Linked DNA regions of Mus musculus: region 1 is linked to region 2. The links are chromatin contacts, called in public HiChIP or PLAC-seq maps. All regions are on one chromosome and are shown on one strand. The core of a region is the stretch at or near the end of the contact, and the rest is flanking DNA. Distances in the headings are between cores, read along the strand shown.

Region 1 (3,671 bases), core at 292-2,791, 790 kb before region 2:
GTGGTTTTCAGAGTCTAATTGCTATCAAGTAAAACTCTTTCTACCAAATTAGTACTCCCATGTGCTGATCCCTTCTGATTAATGTAAGAAAGGCAATGGTGCTGAGGGGTGTCCTTCAGTTCTTTGTGAATTCAGTGATCAGTAAATGGTCTGATTCCCATTCCCTGTTTTAATTCAGAAGAACCACGGAGTGTATTTTTCTGTTCATAAGTATTTCTGTACACTGAATGTAAAACACTGAAACATGCGATGGCAGTTGTGGTGATGGGCCTGGTAAAGGCGCTGGCTTTGAAAATGGTGATTTTGGTGGTGGGACTGTTGGTGTGGCATTTCATCAAATGCGGTGGTCTTTTCTCCAAGGAACAAAGCGGTCTCTCTGCAATAGTTATGTGCAACTACAAGCAAGTTTGCCTCTCCTAAGCAGGGAATCACATACCGTGCATTTCACTGTATTCTTTTTCTAGGCACCCTTGTAATGATCTGTACCAACTTTTGGAACCCCTGTTGTCTGTGTATATTGTTTCCCATATGATTTGATCGTATAATTTGGATTTAAAATTAGTCACTTGAGTTTGTCTCTACCTAGAGCTTTCTGGTGATGGGTATTTGAGAAGGTTAGACCATTGTGAGACAGGTTAGTTTTACCCTACTGATGATGTGTTGTTGCCATGGTAATCCTGCTCAGTATGAGAGGAACCGCAGGTTCAGACATTTGTATGTCCTTGGCTGAGGAGCCAATGGGGCGAAGCTACCATCATCTGCAGACAGCTATTCTCCCTTTGAAAAACAGCTCTTGGTCTGCTATTGGGCCTTAGTGGAAACTGAAAGTTTGACAATAGGACACCAAGTTACTATGTGACCTGAATTATCAATGGTTGCTGATCATGTGGGCTTAACCTTTTTTTTTTTTTAAATATGAACTGAGACTTCTGATGCCCAGCTGCCTGTCACTCACACCATTTCACTGGTTCTTAATACACTTAGGGTTGACCTTTCTCCTCTCTGGATAAATAGTTTGATTTTCCCTTTGAGCTTTTGCCTCGTTCATTCCTAAGATTCTTTTGTTTCAGATTCAGAGAAATCTCTTTTTATGCTGGATGGTCTGAGCCACATTGCACCCATTTAAGTGATCACATTCCAGTATCACAATCCTTATCCAAGCTATGAAGTATCTCATTCAAAACTCAGCCCTGTGAAAGCATCATCATATTTTTCTCAGAATAGCCTTTAGCTCTGTTCTTGGATTTCTACCCGCACGGTATTTTTAGTGCTCATCTGGGATGACCTGTGCTGCCTGAGTTTCCTTCATGTTGATTAAGGATCCAGCCTGTTCAACAATGTCTCAAAGGATGAGCAGTGCCTTCTTCCTTGTTGTTAGCAGATGATGGCTTTCCGAAAACGCAACCAACAGAAAGGGAGATGACAGTGTGAATGGAGATACAGTGCTGACTGGTTTTTATTGCTTTATTACTCTAGGAGATCGAGACTCATCCAAGGACTCCAGGGGGAGTTCCCGCACTGTGACTCATGGATCCGAATTAGCTGGTGAGTTTAAAATGTTTAGTCACTGTTATAATCTCCGAACCCGATGATTGCTAATGAAACATGCATCACTGTCCCTAGAGAATTATTTCACACTTTTTTTTAAAACATATATTTTCAGTCTCAGGGAAGGCTTATTAAGTCACTTTGCTGGACCCCACCCCAAAGTTTCTGATTCAGTAAGTCTGGGGTGGAGCCCAAACACTTGTATTCTTAATAAATTCCCAGTCATCCTGATTCTACTGGGATGGGCACTCTACTTAGACAACTGACACTGTGGCAAAAGAGCGTCCATGTGAAAGGGTCTGGAAGGATTCAAGCAATACTTCTCTGCTGGCTAGTTTTATGGCACAAACAAGCTAGAGTCATCTCAGAGAAGGGAGCCTCAATTGAGAAAATGCCTCCATATAACTGGGCTGTAGGCAAACTTGTAGGACATTTTTATAGTTAATGATTGACATGGGGTGGCCCAACTCTGTTGTAGGTGAGACCACTGCTCGGTTGGTGCTCCTTTATTCTATAAGGAAGCAAAATGAGTCACCAAGGGCAAGCTAGTGAGCAGTACTTTCCCCCATGGCCTCTGCATCACCCTGCCTCCAGCCATGTTTGAGTTCCTCCTGCCTTGACTTCCCTCAATGGACTGTAACACATAAGCCAAATAAACCCTTTCATCCCCAAGTGGCTTTTGGTCATGGTGTTCATCACACTATGTGACCCTAACAAGGACAACCCCATTTTACACTGCCCCATTATGGAGTCAAAAAGAGAACTCTTTAGGCATGAAATAGCTTGGCTTTGATCATCATTCATTTACCTCTAAATTGAGAAAGATGATGACAGGGTCTGAGATTCAATGTTCTAGCTGATAATCTGGAGATATTGTCACAGGGCACTCTTTACAACCAAATGACAGAATAAATACCTAGAAAATGTTTAGCATAAATCTCATAATGTAGCCAGCATTTCAGAATTTACTGTGTGCCAGAAAGATTAAGCAAAGCATTTCATTTCTACATTGAACTACATGAAACTGATATTTCCATAGGGCAAGTGATCCCAATACCAGGGAATTTAGAGCTCATTTACTGTTAACATATCTAATTACCTTGCAAACCCTATAATATATGAAAACACTGTTATCATCACCTTATTACGGATGAGGAGACTGAGGTAAGAGGTAAGAAAGGTAAGAGGAGGGAAGCAACTTGCCAAGTTGATATGACCAGAGAGTGGTGGAGCCAGGTTTCAAGCCTGGGTCTCATATTGCCTTGCCTAAGCCCAGTCTGGAAGAAAATTCCATAATGACCATAATTACTGCCAGACATGCATTATTAAATAGACTGCTGTTGGCCATGACTCAGATGAACCCCTAGAAACATTACTCCAGGCAGCAAAGTCTGACAGGAGGCAAACCTACTTCTAATCCCTAATGCTGGGATTACAGAGATGTCTCTTACCACTTCCTCTATGAGCTCCTAATTATTACAAATCTATGTGGTCCATAAGATCCAGAAAATCCATAAAAATTAGCAGCCTCTGCTGCATGAGTTTGATGCAAGTGCCGCCTCTAGTGTTCTAATGAATCTGGGGATGGATGGATATTTACATGGTGGCTTTGGTGACAGCCCTTAAATGTAGGAGCTCTGGGGTGTAGGGCTCTTTGGAAATTATCCTAAAAAGAAAGTAATGGTTCAAGCTCACCAGGGTCTTTAGCACACTTGGCATTCCCCAGCTTTAGTTTCCTTGTTAGTAAAAGTAAACCTCCGGTCACCTACTTCAGTAATAGAGATTTTGTGTAAAAGTCAAGGTATTGAGAAAGTAAGAGATTATTGTTTGAAGGCACAGTTTCCAAAGCCAAGCGATCCCTACAACTTTGAGTGTAGCCTGTGGAGCAGCAGAGATTGCATACAGAAGCTTGCTGGAAGCGCCTAATTTTGTCCCATCCAGGTAGATACACACTGGGTGAGGGTCTCAGTCATCCAAGCCCCTCCCCTTCCGCTGATTTGTGTGCTCCACTCTCTCTGCCTTTCTCACAGTTGACGCCAACGGAATGATCTCCGTGCCCATGTCTGGGGTTGGGCCACGTTTCCAAACTGGTGTGTCCAGTGCCCTGCTTTGCAGAACTTGTT
Region 2 (3,519 bases), core at 750-3,249:
CTGTCAGTGGTCTGTGCAGTTGGAAAATGAACTTCTGCATATAGATGTATAGGAGAACAGAGGGCATCTACCCCAGCATGAAATGGGCTAGTTGCGGCAGCAGCACCACCCCACCCCACCCCCACTGGCTCATCTCCCTCTACTATATGGGTTGGCATGTTTAGTAAATTATTATTCTTGGGGATAAATGTGGTGCAACTTGAAAGTCAAAAAACAGGCAGGGGACTTGGGCAGCAGCAGATACTGTAAGCAGAGAGCTCGGTGGCTCACTATTTGTCCTTGGAATGGACAGCCTCTATTTACACTACAAGTGTTGTGCATCTCGGCTTCCTGCACAGTGTACAGTGTTGAGATCAGATGGCTGCCTCCTTCTCAAGACTGAGCAGGGCAGAAGAGCAGAAGTCATGACACCATCTCCCTCAGAACTTCACCTCCTGCCACTCGCAGCCCATCAAAGAGCAAAGGTTCCTGGGCCCTCCCTGTGTGCCAGGCCCTGCCATTAGCATCACACACACACACACACACACACACACACACACACACACACACTGTAAGCTTCTAAGGAAGCCATTCTTATCACTAAGACCCCTCTATTTATAGAGGGGGAAAATGAGCTGTAGGGACATGATGGGACTTGTGTAAAGCCATTAAGCAGATGACAGAGCCTTACTCTGTGACTCAGCTAAGCCCCCAGCTACTGCTGGACAAAGTACCTGCCATGCATCCCAGTATCTTGCAGCCTGGTTTGGGTGGGAAGGGCACACAGGAAAGTACAGGCTTATAAGATGATGTTGAAAGCAAGGGTTGGGTTGAACCTTTTGCCAAATCCATCCGGAGTCTGGGAGTAGCTGTCAAGGCAATGGTGCTCAACGTGGGGTTGGGGACCCAATTCAGCTCTGTTTATAACTCAAGGGGGAACAGTCCCATACTTCAGTCTCTCTTTAAAATGGGAACTAGACTTGTCCCATTTTTCATTGTGACTGTTGAAATAAGGGTAAGGAGACTGACCTGACCGTAGAGTAGGTCCTGTAACACATCCCAGCAGTCATTCGTTGTAGTGTGCTTGCTTGCTGCTGTTGTGAAGACTATTGTTAAGCAGGAAGCAGCTTAGATGCAGGTGATCCAGCCCCAGACAGAGACACCCATAACCCAGTGAAAGTGATGGGTGAACAAAACATTTCCTGCCCAGCTGCTTCTCCTTACACCCCACCCCATAGCAGAGTGGGCAGGCAGGCAGGCAGGCAGGCCATATGCAGCACATACCACTAGGCACTTGCTTCCCCTTTCTGTTTTCTTTACTCTTTTGAGTAAGGGAGGGGTTGCTGGGAATAGAACGCAGGACCTAGGACTCCTAGCCCCAATGGGTGTTAGTATATGTTTTATCAGCCTGTTGCACCCAGTCTGTAGCAGGGCTCCTTTCTGCCACAAGTAGCTCCAGTCTGTAAACCGGGCTCAGCTCTGTCCTACCTCCATTGCCTCCACGCTGTATCACTGTCCATCTTTGGAGAGTGATAGGTATGCACGCTGGCTCAAGAATGTCTTAACTTTCTGCTCATACCATATTCCACAGATGCTTTGGCTAAGCCAAGTCATGTGGTCAAGCCCTAGCCTAGTGGGGTGTGGAAATAGGAAATAACTCTGTTTCTAGTAAGAAAAACTGGGGCTCGAGAGATGGCTCAGTGGTTAAAAGAACTGACTGCTCTTCCAGAGGTCCTGAGTTCAATTCCCAGCAACCACATGATGGCTCACAACCATCTACAATGCCCTCTGCTGGTGTGTCTGAAGATAGCTACCGTGTACTATTATACATAAAAGAAATAAATAATTCTTTAAAAAATAAAAAAGAAAGGTGGCTTGGCCAAGCTTGTAGTCACAGAACGGGGATGAATCATTGGGAGTAGGATTGTAGAAAATTGGGGGAAGGGGGACCCTTAGCCAGAAACACTGGCCCATTGCTCAGCTGTTGTTTTATCTTCTGGGAGACCAGCCAGACTGAGGCCCGTTTCTGTCCAAGCACCTGACTAAGGGAGAGTCTGTGCCAGCCACCCAGCCTCCCGCAGTCTGCTGAGGCTCTGGCTGAAGCAGGCATTGCCTTTTATCCAGCCTGCTTCTAACTCATTATTTACATAGACTATAAAATAATGCTTAACTCTAAATTACCGCAAGTCAGAGCCTCGAGTGAGGCTAGCTAGACCTTCCCAGATGAAAGCCGACTAAATACAATAGGGAGGGAGGAGGACAGCCACAAATAAAATGTCACTGAGTGCCTAATGATAGAAGGCTATGCGACAGCCTGCGTAATTGGGCAAAGTGGCTGATGGCAACAGCTGGCGGGGTTAGCTGGTCTTCGGTTCTATTTATGTGTTTATCTGCTGCCTGTCACCATAATGGCCACAAGCAGTATTGATCACAGATTAATTTTGCCTCATCCCTTCTGTTTCTCAGCTCTACCCTTATCAGGCTCACCTCCTCCCCTCAAATAGACATCCAAATGAATATGTGGGGTAACCTGAAGTTTAGGGGCACAGTCTGTCTACCAGGGAATGTAAAAGCAAGACCTCCTGTGACCCTGGCACTATCCTAAGAGGCCTTAAATCTTCTAATATGACAGCCTTATGAGTTGGATATCATTGCTGCTGTTTTACAGATGCAGCCAGGGACTTAGCTACTTGATGGAAGCCACCCAGGTTGGGACTGCTGTAACTATGCCTTATTGGGCTCTGCAGATGTTTAGATATCTCAACACATGTCCTAGAATCAGAACTCTTTCTTTAAAACTTATTTTGTAGCATTTGTGTGTGTGTGTATACATATATATTATATACATATATATGCATACATGTATATATGTATGAATAAGAGAAGCAGAGTAAAAAATTCTTTTTACTCTACCTACCTTTCTCCTGAAGAACTAACACCCATTGGTTCGCCCAGGGTAGGTTGGTCAGTGAACCCCAGGAATCCTCCTGTCTTTACCTCCCAATTTCTGGGACTATAAACATTCACCATCACACTTTTTCTTTATATAGGTCCGAATGCTTGCAAACCTAAATCACTCCCCCGCCCCCGTGGCCGTACTTTTCACTGTGAACTACACAATGCCCTTTTAGTCTCTCAGCTACGTGTGACCTCCACTTCTCCCACAGCGAAAAATCTCCTTTCTGTTTCTCAGACTCGCCATGCTCTTGCCTCAGGGCCTCTCCGGGTGCTCCTACCTCTGCCCTGCTCACCTGGGTCACACAGGCTGCCCTGCCTCACCGTGAACCTTTTGCAGTTGAACCTGTGTGCCTGCCTCCTCGTGTGTCTTAGACAAAGGCAGCAGAGAGCAAGCGCTCTGTGCATGGGCTGCTGGAGCCTCTGTTCAGATCCCAGCTGTACTGCCTGTGTCGATTGTGGGACCGTAGGCAGGAGACTTCCTCTTTCTGTCCTCCGTTTCCCATCTGTAAAAGAGAGATAAGCACAGAGTTGCTAAGCAGTGAATTAACTAATACATGAAAGTCCCCTCTGCACAGAGTGACC

The links. HiChIP or PLAC-seq counts read pairs in DNA pulled down with a chosen protein or histone mark.
Region 1: a FOXA1 HiChIP or PLAC-seq map of pancreatic cancer cells shows a contact between it and region 2. The contact joins two enhancer-like sites. A contact is called at or near these places in 1 of 484 Hi-C or Micro-C datasets (cortical neurons) and 1 of 115 datasets of contacts at active chromatin or transcription factors (pancreatic cancer cells).

The regions. Positions count from the first base shown.
Region 1 is chr2:102,826,416-102,830,086 of GRCm38.p6, reverse strand. Cd44 (CD44 antigen) reads left to right here. Exons shown (of 9, transcript NM_001039151.1): 6 at 1,477-1,545. Among named protein-coding and RNA genes, the nearest start is that of Gm23731, 70 kb to the left of the region's middle. Within about 2 kb of position 1,541, at least 22 of the 459 cell types and tissues checked have an H3K27ac peak or open chromatin away from gene starts, as enhancers often do. A contact at or near this core is called in pancreatic cancer cells, where this site is marked.
Region 2 is chr2:102,037,196-102,040,714 of GRCm38.p6, reverse strand. The region is part of intron 4 of Ldlrad3 (low density lipoprotein receptor class A domain containing 3); the gene reads left to right. Among named protein-coding and RNA genes, the nearest start is that of Gm39888, 47 kb to the right of the region's middle. Within about 2 kb of position 1,999, at least 186 of the 459 cell types and tissues checked have an H3K27ac peak or open chromatin away from gene starts, as enhancers often do. A contact at or near this core is called in pancreatic cancer cells, where this site is marked.